2 separate regions of the Zea mays genome follow, and region 1 is linked to region 2. A link is a contact called in public Hi-C data. All regions are on one chromosome and are shown on one strand. The core of a region is the stretch at or near the end of the contact, and the rest is flanking DNA. Distances in the headings are between cores, read along the strand shown. Region 1 holds the start of LOC100274102 (Per1-like family protein). Region 2 holds the start of LOC100217085.

What was found. A called contact is a pair of places that touch in the nucleus more often than the background predicts.
Region 1: a Hi-C map of leaf shows a contact between it and region 2, with 8 times the contacts expected there. The contact joins the promoter of LOC100274102 here to the promoter of LOC100217085 in region 2. A contact is called at or near these places in 16 of 25 Hi-C or Micro-C datasets (bundle sheath, ear, endosperm and 5 more) and 2 of 3 datasets of contacts at active chromatin or transcription factors (leaf and seedling).

What each region holds. Positions count from the first base shown.
Region 1 is chr2:41,247,832-41,253,598 of Zm-B73-REFERENCE-NAM-5.0, forward strand. It overlaps LOC100274102 (Per1-like family protein), which reads left to right and starts at 4,481. Exons shown (of 6, transcript NM_001148481.1): 1 at 4,481-4,732; 2 at 4,822-4,947. The coding sequence starts at 4,844.
Region 2 is chr2:41,040,028-41,046,057 of Zm-B73-REFERENCE-NAM-5.0, forward strand. It overlaps LOC100217085, which reads right to left and starts at 3,294. Exons shown (of 9, transcript NM_001143454.1): 1 at 2,935-3,294; 2 at 2,107-2,440; 3 at 1,817-1,969; 4 at 1,389-1,628; 5 at 1,171-1,257; 6 at 927-1,005; 7 at 590-696; 8 at 1-93. The coding sequence starts at 3,155.

The DNA.
Region 1 (5,767 bases), core at 3,231-5,730, 210 kb after region 2:
ATCGCAATCAGCATAATCAGAATAAGAACCCAGCGAAAAGGGGACACATACCGAACGTGTTACCTTTATTTTACCACCATCATTAAGCCATTGAATGTGATACGGATGTGGATGTGTGCGAGTGGGCAAGGATAATTTCTCTACCAACGCTGTACTTGCCAAGTTGTTGCAGCTGCCACTATCGATGATGATGCGAATCGACCGTTCGTGCACGACGCCCTTGGTATGGAATAGAGTGTGTCGCTGATTTTTTTCGGCCTGGGCAACCTGTGTGCTGAGAACACGCTGCACAACAAGACTCTCATACCTATCGGCGTCGATGGGATCAACGTGGACTTCCTCATTTTCTGCATGGTTAGTGGCAATCATAGCATGACTAGTTTCCTCAGAATCACTAGCTGAAGAGTACTCACCATTGTCACGTATAAGCAAGGTACGCTTGTTTGGGCAGTCCCGAATCATGTGCCCAAACCCTCTGCAACGATGGCACTGAATATCCCGTGTACGTCCTGTGGAAGAAGCGGCGCCTTTGGCAGGGGGCGCCACTGGCTTGGTCGTCCCTGTGCGCGATGTAGTGCTAGGCGTAGAAGGTGCAGGGCTGGAAGGAGTTGAGCTGTGTGTTGGACCCCGGCCTGTAAAAGAGTTAGTATATGTCTTTGATCGTCGTCCCTGCACTTCACGTTCAGCTTTGCAAGCATATTCAAACAATGTGGTTATATCAAAATAATCCTTATAATCAAGTATATCCTGAATTTCCCTGTTCAAACCACCACGAAAACGCGCCATAGCAGCGTCATCTGACTCAACCAAACCACAACGAAGCATACCCTTTTGCAACTCCTGGTAATATTCCTCAACAGATTGTGAACCTTGTTGAAAACGCTGCATTTTGTTAAGCAAATCACGAGCATAATAGGAAGGAACAAATCTGTGGCGCATGGCAGTTTTTAATTGGGTCCAAGTAATGACACTGTTAATGGGAAGTTTTTGTTTATACTCACGCCACCAAATTAAAGCAAAATCAGTAAATTCACTAATGGCAGCCTTCACTTGGCTATTAGCAGGAATATCATGGCATGAAAATATCTGTTCTACCTCTAATTCCCAATCAAGATATGCAACAGGATCATATTTACCATTAAAAGATGGAATTTTAAATTTAATCTTAGAAAATAAGTCATTAGGGGGATGTCGAACCACACGACGTGCACGACCACGGCGATCTCCATCGTCCTGCTCAGTGTCACCGCCGTATTCCTGCTCCATCTTTGTGGTCAATGCATCAAGGCGTGCCAGGATGGTGTCGAGTGTGGTGCGAGTCGCCGTTTGAGCAAGGTCAAGTTGGTTGAAACGCTCGGTCGTCGAAGTGATCGTTGAATCAAGCCGTTAATGCATCGTCCTAATGTCAGCAGCAAGTCCATCAACTTGTCCCCTTACTTCCTGCAACTGGGCATCCACCATGTCGTGTGCTCCTGCCATAGTTAGCGCAAACACCAAAACACCAAAAGGAGAAAAACCAACGACAAAAACAGGGGTGTACTGCTCACAAGGCGCTCACACTAGTGCTGTTATCAAGTTCTTATCCGTTCTTACCAAGCCACAGTGGTGAACTGCAATCAACAGGTGGAACCGGTGAAAGATTGGATGAGCGATTGCGTGGAGAAACAGAAACCTGCTCGTCGTAGAAATATGTGGAGTTGTGGGTAGGCTGCACTCAAGTCAAGGATTAGCACGATCAAACAATAATGCAAAGTTGAATTATAGTGCAAAACACGAAACTATATTGCTGGCCACAGGTGCAAAGGATGGATGGAACTAGCAGAATGGCAGTACCGTAAATATTGTACTAGTGATGCCAAAAAGGCACTAGTAGAAATCACAGGTGATTTTGTTTTTCTTTGTTTGTATAATTTTTTTGATATTTTTCTCAGCACAAGAAGCAACAAGATAGGAGCTATACGCAGTTTCACCTAAAACAGATATCAGATGTGGTCTATAGAAAATCAGGAAGTTCTCTGAAAAGCGTGCGAGAACGTTGACGAATTTTTTTCTTTATTTTCCTGAATTTTTTTGACAATTTTGTCGAAACCAAACAGACCAAAGGTGAGTTTGGCCGGGCTCAGAATGGTGTCAACAAGCTCCTGTAAAAATTTCAGATTTTTTGGACACCCGAGCGAAAAGTTATGCCCGGTTTACGGAAGGTACCTCAAGTTATGTTTTAAAAACTACCGGGATGAAACAACCGTATCCTTTCTCCTTCGTTTTCTTTTTTTTGTTTTTGTTTTTTTATGTAACCGAAGGAGAAAAACAAGGAAGCGGTCGTTGACTCGGTTTGTTTTTTTTCTGTTTTTTTTCGTAACCGAAGGAGAAAATCAAGGAAACGGCTGTTGACTCGGTTTGTTTTTTCTGTTTTCTTTTTGACGTAACCGAAGGAGAAAAACAAGGAGACGATGTTGACTCGGTTTGTGGCGTGATCAAACGGGAGATGGTGGCGGCGCTAGGATTTGAATGGTGGAAGAACACAATGCAACCAGCAACAAGGAAACGCGAAAGCACACAAATTCAACAATGCAGATTATTGAAAGAAAGTGCGAGGCTCAAAAGGGTGCTGGGATAAGATCTAACCTGAATTTTTATGTGGTTTTGTGGACTGTAGGAAAAAAAACGCTCGATAAACTCACCGATCAACCTGGAAATCTGATACCAATTGATGTAGCTGAGGTGCCCGATCTTTCGGCGAGTAGAGATAATTCCGATTTGGCGGAAGATGGCCCTTGCGATCCGACTACGACGAGCAAGCCCGAGGCGCCAATGCAATCGCTGAACCAACTCCCTGTGGTTACCGACCTTGCTGATGCGAGATCGGCCTGATCACGAAGATCGTTTCCTGTGCGCAATCGAAGAACGAACAAGAACAAGATGCGAGCAATCTAATCTATTACTCGAGGGTGGAGTTCTGAATACACGAAGACAGCGCAGATTTGCGCGTGTTCGAGAGTAGCTAAGGCTAACGTAAAACAAAACTCCGAAAATAAAGGAGGCGCAGCTCCTGAATAAATAGAGAGGGGGCGCAGCCCCTAGGGGCGGCCAACCCTAGGTCGTCCATTATGGGCCGCAATTGGGCTGGTCGTCTATTCTTCCGGGCCTTCGTTCTTTAACAACATGATGTAGTTCAATTCTCTTGCACGGGCCCGAGTCACTGGCCCAGGTGGAAGGGGTGGCGCCTGGGCTAGAGAAGGTGCTGCTGGTGTAGATGTGCTCGTGTTGGTGTTGATGTCCGCATCACCTACCCTATCACTAACGGGTCGGCGTCAACCGTCCACTCTGTAACGGTCCAACCGCAGGGTGGCGCATAGGACATCGTAACCCGAGAGCGGATGAGAATATAAAGGAAGGAATTTGGCACATGGACGATCGGACAATCCGACGTTGTGGCCCGGTCAGTCTGTAAGAGTAGCCCGAACAGTCCGCGATTAGATTAATTTAGGCTGGAGTTCTTAACTCTTGCATGGTTATCGTAATGACCTATGGGAAACTGTTCCTCTTCTATAGGGTCTCTATTGGAAGGCGAGATCTAGGTTATACATGAAGCCCTCTGCGCCATCCCGAACGGTCCGCCGTCTACATGCAGACGGTCCGTGTACCTACAAAGAAGAGTGTAGTTATCTGCTCCACGACGGACGAACTGGTGTTCAACCGCGGATCGTCTGGTGACCTATCACGAATCGTCTGGCTCCTCGCAGAGAGGTCCCCAAGATCTCATTCTTCGAGAGCGCGATATAGAGATCATTGATGTTTGGATAAAAAACGTCAACGAAATGGGCAAACTTTAGTGCTACATATTTTTTTTAAAAAAATACTAGAAAACATTTATTGAATAATTTGACTTTTACAATTTAACTTATAATAAATTACTTGTCTCTATTATACTATTCTTCCCATTGGTGCAGACTTTTATTGAACCGTTTCAAAAACGTCACATCATTTTTTTGTCTATAAAACTATACATCATAAGTTTCATATAAAAAACTCTATCACCTTCTATAAACTCTCTTTCTCTCTCTCCTTATGAATCTTCGTGTCATCATACTTGTTAATATGATGGGATATCTAATGAAGATAAAGGTTAAATGAAATCACTACAGGGATAACCTTGTGCATCTTGCTTCGAGAGAGCTGTAGTTTTTATTTCTAACCATTATTCCGTTTATCAATTCATGTAGCAGTTTATGGTCGTTCCATGTAGCAGTTTATGGATTCTTTTCCCGGTTGAAGGAGGTTTGGACTAGGCTGAAACGAGACGGCGGGGCCCCATCGTTGTCACAGCCAGTCTACTCCGGCGGCCCAGCCCACGTACAGTCGAGCAGGCGATCTCGCACCCCTGGTCGCCTGGTCAGCAGTGAGCAGTCAGCGGCTGCGCGCCGCCTCGTCGGGACTCGGGGGCAGAGCTGGGGCTATCTCTTGAGCTGGTGGTCAGGTACTCAGGAGGTCATCCATGATCCATCCTGATTCTCCCTCGTCCTGCTCCCCTTTCCTTGGCCGGCCGGCGCGCGGAGTGGAGGTCGACCGACATTGAATTCCCTCTTTCCTTCTTTGCCGCTCAATTGCCCCCTTGCTCCGCGGGAAGCTGGCCACCGGTCCTGCCTGCGCAATCCATTTTGTTCGTACTATTATTGTGTAACCATTGTGCTCCGTGGAGCCGTAGAGGTGGAGATCTGGGTTGCCATTTCCAGTAAGCACCCTGATTTGCTTACTTTTGCTCCGTCCGCTATATGTCCTGGCCTCCTGGGTATTCTTCCTGATTTCACTAGGATTTCACAGGACCCTGGCCGCGTCCGCTGCGATGGGTCGAAGCGTCTGGGCGGTTCCGTTGGCTTCCCTTCTTGCGTTTGGTTTGGTGCTCGGCTCCGTCGAGGCCAGCCTCGGGGATGTTGATCCGCGTTACAGGTGAGCTGCATCTCTGTGTGTCTCTCCTCAATCTCTACTTGTCTCCAGCAGTACTAATTAGTTATGCACCGATTATTTTCTGTTGCTCAAGACATGAAGCAAAACCCTGCTTGATCTAGATTCTTGTAGGAGGATTTCCGATTTCATAGTCCCACTGTTGTTATTGTTAATCCGGTAAATCTTGGACAGGACATAACATCTATGGTCTGTTTATGACATGTAAAGATAATGATGTGTTAGTGTGTTACCGTTTGAATGTGGCTGATGACTACTCCCATGCTAGCTAGTTTGCTGCATAGTAATATATCAATTTGAAATAGGGTCCCTCAAAATAGATCACACGCGCACAGCTGAATCTCTGCGGCAAACGGTCATTTGATTAAGTTAACACTTGCTTTCTATGCCAAGTGGAACATGTATCAGTGTCTTATGAGACGAGATGTGAAGCAATAAGGCATGAGCTTTACTAGAACAACTTGATTGCCTGGTGTGTAATTTTGTAACAACGAGTTGGTTCTAGGATCCTAGCAAACATTACAACATCAACTTGGAAATAAGAATTTGGTTAATTATGTCTTATTTGGATTTGATGACATATTATGAACTAAACTTGCTATCTCTACACCTAAAAAGACTCTGACGTCATCTCTTGGTGACACCAAATCTTGATCCTTGCTCATGTGTCCGTGTTCGATATGAATCATCCTTCATTCACAGCTCATGTGTTGTCGTCCTACCCAATTTCGATACGAAAACCAGATCTCACGTCCGCATCCAATTACTGAGGTTTATGGCCATGGTGCAGTACACAGGCATATAT
Region 2 (6,030 bases), core at 2,044-4,543:
AGCAGTCTCCACTTTAGCGAGCTCTGATCCTGGGCAGAGCCGGGGGCCACCACCGAACGGTGTAAACCTCTTGCTTGTCCCTTGGCTTGTGCCCTGGTATACATCAATCAGATGAGTCACACAAAATTAATGAGACCATGAACATCATTGAAGAAGAAAAAAAAAATCGGAGCAAAGCCCAGAGGGCTGGCTTTCAACGAACGGAATCATGGTTAGGACCATTAACAACCAACAAGCACTACATCAGGCAGCATGCTTGCCATCTGAACATACCAGAACAGTTGAGAGTAACTATGTCACAGATGGACACACACTAACTAAAGGTAGCAATTAGTTAGAGTGCACACTTTAAAGAAGATTCCCTAAGAGCAAAAGCCCCTGATAAGCTTGTTTGATAGGTTCTCTGCCTTTGATTCCTATTATTTCATTCAGTTTTGATTAAGTAGCACCATATATATTATCACAAAGGTAACCTTCACTATTCATGGAACATGGATGATTGGATCATTGCCGTTATAGTTAGATGGCAAGTGCAGAACAGTAGTAATGAGGAAGGAGTCTGAGCTCCTGAGAAGGGAGCGCAGCGTACCTCCCACCTACAGGGCTGAAACTGCTGCGCGTCTCCATGAAGTGAGGGGTTCAGATGAACGGCAGTGAAGACCGGTAGGACCTTCCAGCCAGATGGAATCAGATACTCTGCAACAGAGCAAAAGGCAGAGCCACTTGCTTTTTGAGCATCTTCGTTTAGCAAAAGCTATAGGAGGTTATTCTGGGCATAAAACAATCGCTTAAAAATCAGGCTTAAAGGCGCGGCCATCCCCTCTGCCTGATCCACTGTCATGTGATGAGCACAGATGGAATCTGCAGCGAAAGTCTCTCGATGCAGGAGCAGGACTGGGGCCGGGGGGCTCATCTAGCTACATCACCTTTGTATTTGACGTCTTTCAGCGCCTTCCGGTGGACGAACTTGACGATGTTGCCGCATCTCAGCGCCTCGTTGATGACCTGCGATCAAGAAGGTGAAGGGCATGAATGACAACAACATTTCTATTCCACATACTGCAGCATACTTACAGCACAGAAATAAAAATTTATCATATTTACTACTTCCATTTCTAATACTACTAGCATCATGTATATATTGATTGAATGAATGGTCATCTATCTCACTTGTTGGGTATATTCCATCTTCTTGTAGTCTTCTGAAGTCAAGCACTCCTCCTTGCCTTTGTTGGATCTTATGCTGTCGTGCTCCCTCTGCATGTTCATGGATAGCTTATAATTTATTGATGATGCCAAACCAGCACAAAAAAAAAAGATGTGCCTGTGCTGTGCTGTGCTTTCACAGTGATATTATTATTAAACATTATGATTATTACTATCGTTACCTTAACCAGGTCCAGATCTTGAGCAGACTGGCCAAGGAAATAAACGACCATGGAGATGAGGAGCGAGGTGGTCTCATACCCTCCCAGCAGGGAGTCCAGCACAAAGCTCACTTTCTCCTCGTCAGATAGCTCGTTGCTTGACAGCAGCACGTCAAGGAAGTCGCCCTGCTTGTTCCATGACCCAGCGCTCCTCCGCTCCTTGATGATGCCCTTCACAGTGCTGGATATCCTCTCTCTCGCCTGCCGTTGGGATTTACGCAACAAAATAAACGTAGCCACGGTTATGTACATGTAAGCATAGTGTGTGTCTATGTATGTATTGTACGCATATACTAATGAAGAGATGGATCATGGATGCTCTTTACGAACGCAAGCAAGCAAGCAAGCATGGCATGTGCTACTAAAGACACATGGTGGCGGATGATTACCCGGACAGCCTTGGCATATGGGGTCCCTGGGATGTAGAGGGGGAAGGAGATGAGGCCCTTCATGAAGGCCAGGAAGTCCTCGAGTATCCTTGCAGTGACCGGCTCCTCTGGCGACAGCCCCAGCACCTGCTTCACTATCACACTGAATGCGAACTGTGCTTTTCTCAAGGACAGAGCAGAGGACACGCGCGGCCGGCCCAGAGGAAATAGGAAAGGAAAACGAAACGATCCTGGTAAGTCAAACAGAGTCTCCATGGCAAAAAGATTGATGCAGAGGCAACATGACGAACCTTTCTTGCCTCCTCGCAGAATGCGACGACCCTGACGCCGCCGTGCCGTCGCCATGCGCCGACGACGTGCAGCGCGATCTTCTCGATGTCGCCTAGGTAGCTGGGCTTGAGCTTGGTGGAGGTGACGAGGGCGAGGGCGAGGTTCCTGAGGCGCTTGTGGTCCTCGCCCAGGACGACGAGCATGGAGGACTTGCCCAGGATGCCATGGATCGGCCTCGGGTAGCTGCACTGGAACAGCCGCTCCTCGTTCTGCAGGATGAAGTGGTTGAGGTCCTGGTCGCAGGACACCACCGTCGGGGTGCAGAACAGGTGGGACTTGAACACCCGCCCATACCTGCATATCAACAATGCATGCTGCCATTAGCTAGCTAGCTGCTAGTAGGACCATGCATGCATGCATGCATGTAAGTAAAATCTATCGTCGAGCGCCGTTGTTTACTTTCTCCTCTTTTTTTACTACTCTCTCAGATCAGATCAGACTACTGTCGTCCCGGTCTCGGAACGACCCAAGAACAAAACCGTGAGAAAAAAGGCTGCTGCTGCTAGCTTAGACATGACAGCGGCCGGCGGGCAGCGCGTCACCTTTTGCTGTCACATGAAATAATGGCGCGATACTTAATTGCACGGTAACAAGACCGATCGATCGATCCATCCATCCATCCATCCATCCATCTCATATGGCCGGCCGGTTGGCTAGTCAGCTAGGAGCCGTCCGTGTGCATGGAACACGGGCACGGACGGTGGAAAAAGGTAAAAAAGAAAGGGGGAAAAAAAGGGCCGCCGGGCCGGCCGGCGCGCGCGGCAAACGGCACTAGTATCACAGTGTACCTGGAGCAGTGATCCTCGAGGAAGCCGCCCAGCGTGTTGGAGGCGTGCGGCGTGAGGAACCTGAGCGTCTCGCCGAGGAGCGGCCACCCGAAGCTTCCCCTGGGGGCCTTGGGGTTCAGAAGCAAGGGCAGGAAGTGGTTCAGCACCAGGGTCAGGAGCGAGGCCAGAAGCAGGGTGGCCAGAGCGGCCAGCACGTGCTCCCCCGCCATCATCATCATCATCGCCCACCGCCACCGCTCGTCGTCCCTTGTTGCATGGAGCCGGCCGGCCGGGCCTCTGCGAGCGAGAGATGTATGTACTGCTTCGTTTGCTTTGCTCAATGCTCACACAGGCCCCTCTCTCCTGGTGAGCTCCCTCGCCTCTCCCTTCTCTCTCTCTAGAACGGAAGGTGAGGGGGAGCTATATAGTAGCAGAAGGCAGGGGAAGGAGAGAGAAGGGGGAAAATAAGGCTGCCTTTTGTTTCCTTTCTTTTAGCCGCCTTCTTTTCATTTGTTTAGTTAATTATTTATTTAGAGCTAGTTTTGCAGCCTATTTTCTCAAGAGATTTTTATTTTTCTAAAAGAAATTAGTTTATTTTTCTCTTTAAAAAATAGAATCACTTGGAAAGTAAAGTTGTCAAACTAGCCCTTAGTGTTCTTTTCCCTCTTTCTCTATAAACCCTTGTTTAAAGTAAAAGTAATGGAGTGGATTGATCAGGGGTTAAAATCTCACACTATTGAATTTTACTCCCTCCGGTTTCCTATTAGTTGTCGTTTAGGACAACGACACGGTCTTCAAAATATAACTTTGACCAATGTTTTTTGTTAAAATACAAATGAACTCTTAATACATTTATACTTTTATAAAAGTACTTTTTATGACAAATTGATGCATATAAATATTAGGTTCCAAAACTAAATAATAAAATAGTTATTTGTAGTTAAAATTTTATAAATTTGACTCGAACCTTATCCAAAACGACAACTAATAGGAAACTGGAGGGAGTAAATAACGAGGAATTCTAACTGACCTCGATCCCGTGGCTCCCGGACAAGCCCTAGCTAAAAGAAAAACCCTCGTATGATCTCTGATTTTACTGTTGCCAAATTACCACACAGTGGCGCAGTAGAGCACAGTAACGCAAGCGTAGGTAGCTTTTATCATGGAGGGGGGGCTATAGCTAGGACTATAGGAGGATGGTCCAGCGTGAGTAGCCTAGCATCTAGGCTGGCTGAGGTGCAGTCAAACACGCAGGCATAGAGAGTGTGTGAGAGAGACAGAAAATCTACTCCTACTAGTCTACTCCGACTAGTATTGGGAGCGCAGGTGCATAGCATAGGGCTGCGGTGCTCAAGCCCTCCCTGGTACACATTGTTAAAAGTTAAGCAAATTTTAAGATTGGTAACTTTGAGATTCTCCAGGATGCACAAATTAAAGCCACTGTAATAAAAACAAGTTGAAATACTACATACGTACATTCCGTACGTGTACGTGTACGTACCTACCGTGAATTCTACTCCTTGTTGGCGCTGTATAAATGGGCTACCTTGATCGCAGTCAATGTATATATTGGGACGCGTCGTGTTTCTTTTTGTTCCATTCTATAGTAGATGTGTTTCTTTTTCTTATTATTATGTTATTCCCCGTTGATGGTCAATTTACTCCTCGTGCAAGTACAATCGCATCGTCCTAGGTCAATGTGTGCCTCTCTATGACGAAATCAATGGCTCCCGTGGAACCTCGCATATAAGGGTGCTGTAACACAGTTACACAGTAACAACCAAAGTATCCACTGATCTTGTTCTATGTACATGTCCCACACCTATGATGGTACTGGGTTCTCAATTTTACGCTATAAAATTTTAGGATCGAGCCATATTAAGATCGAGCCCTATTTTTGTTTAATATTATACTAAAATTTATTAAGGACTCAAATGAATCGTGATCCATTACGTACCGCCCCTACCCACACCGCACGTAGGTGACTTTTTTTGTTTCACATATTATATCCTGTCAAAAGATGATATGTTATTATATATATAGATATAGATACAAATATAGATACCAATATAGATATAAATATAGATGTCAATATATATATATACATACATAGATATAGATACCAATATAAATACCAATATAGATATAGATATAGATACCGATATAAATATAGATATAGATACCATTATAGATACAAATACGGATACAAATATAGATATAGATATAGATACCGATATAGATATAAATATATATATAGTTATAGTTATAGATATAGATATAGATATAGATATCAATATAGATACTAATACAGATATAGCTATATATGTAGATATAGATAGATAGATATAGATAGATAGATAGATAGATAGATAAAAGAACATAATTTCTTTCTTTGTGTTTCCACATACAATCAAATTTCAATCTCCTACCTGATCACACAAGAAACTAAGAAAAATAAAGTCATGGAAAACAAAGTCTATTATATAATTTCCATCAGTGGTATGCATAGACCACCATACCTATTATCTCTATGGACAAACATGGTCTATGAATATCTCTCTTTGTCTCATCATACTGTAACATAGTCCAGAACCACAACCAATACTTTCCTCTAAAAACCACCTAAATAAAAGATACATATCTTGCTTTGCCAACTGAATAACATTCCAATAGTGCTAGATAGCACAATGTATGTCGATTGTGCCTACGAGGATAATTTTCTTACTTTAAGATTCGTCTCTAAAAGTCAATTTCCTAACATATGGGAAATTGAAGTTGGTTGTCTTAACCCAGTATTTGTGGAAACAACTCTCTTAATTGATTTATCATGATAACACACACAAAGAGTTGCTTAATTGTTTCGTTGCGATTACAAAAGTAACACTTTTGACTGCTCTTCCAGTTACACTTTGCTAAATTATCCTTTGTAGGGGTTACCTCTCAATGAATGTACCCAAGGAAAAATCTTGTTTTTAGTGGGATTATCAATCTACAAATTAATCTATTTATGAATGGAATATTTTGATTCATCATATGTAGATACAAAGAACGAATGGTAAATTGTCTATATTGGAAAGGTTTCATATGAACATATCTCTCTCTTGAGAAAGACTAACA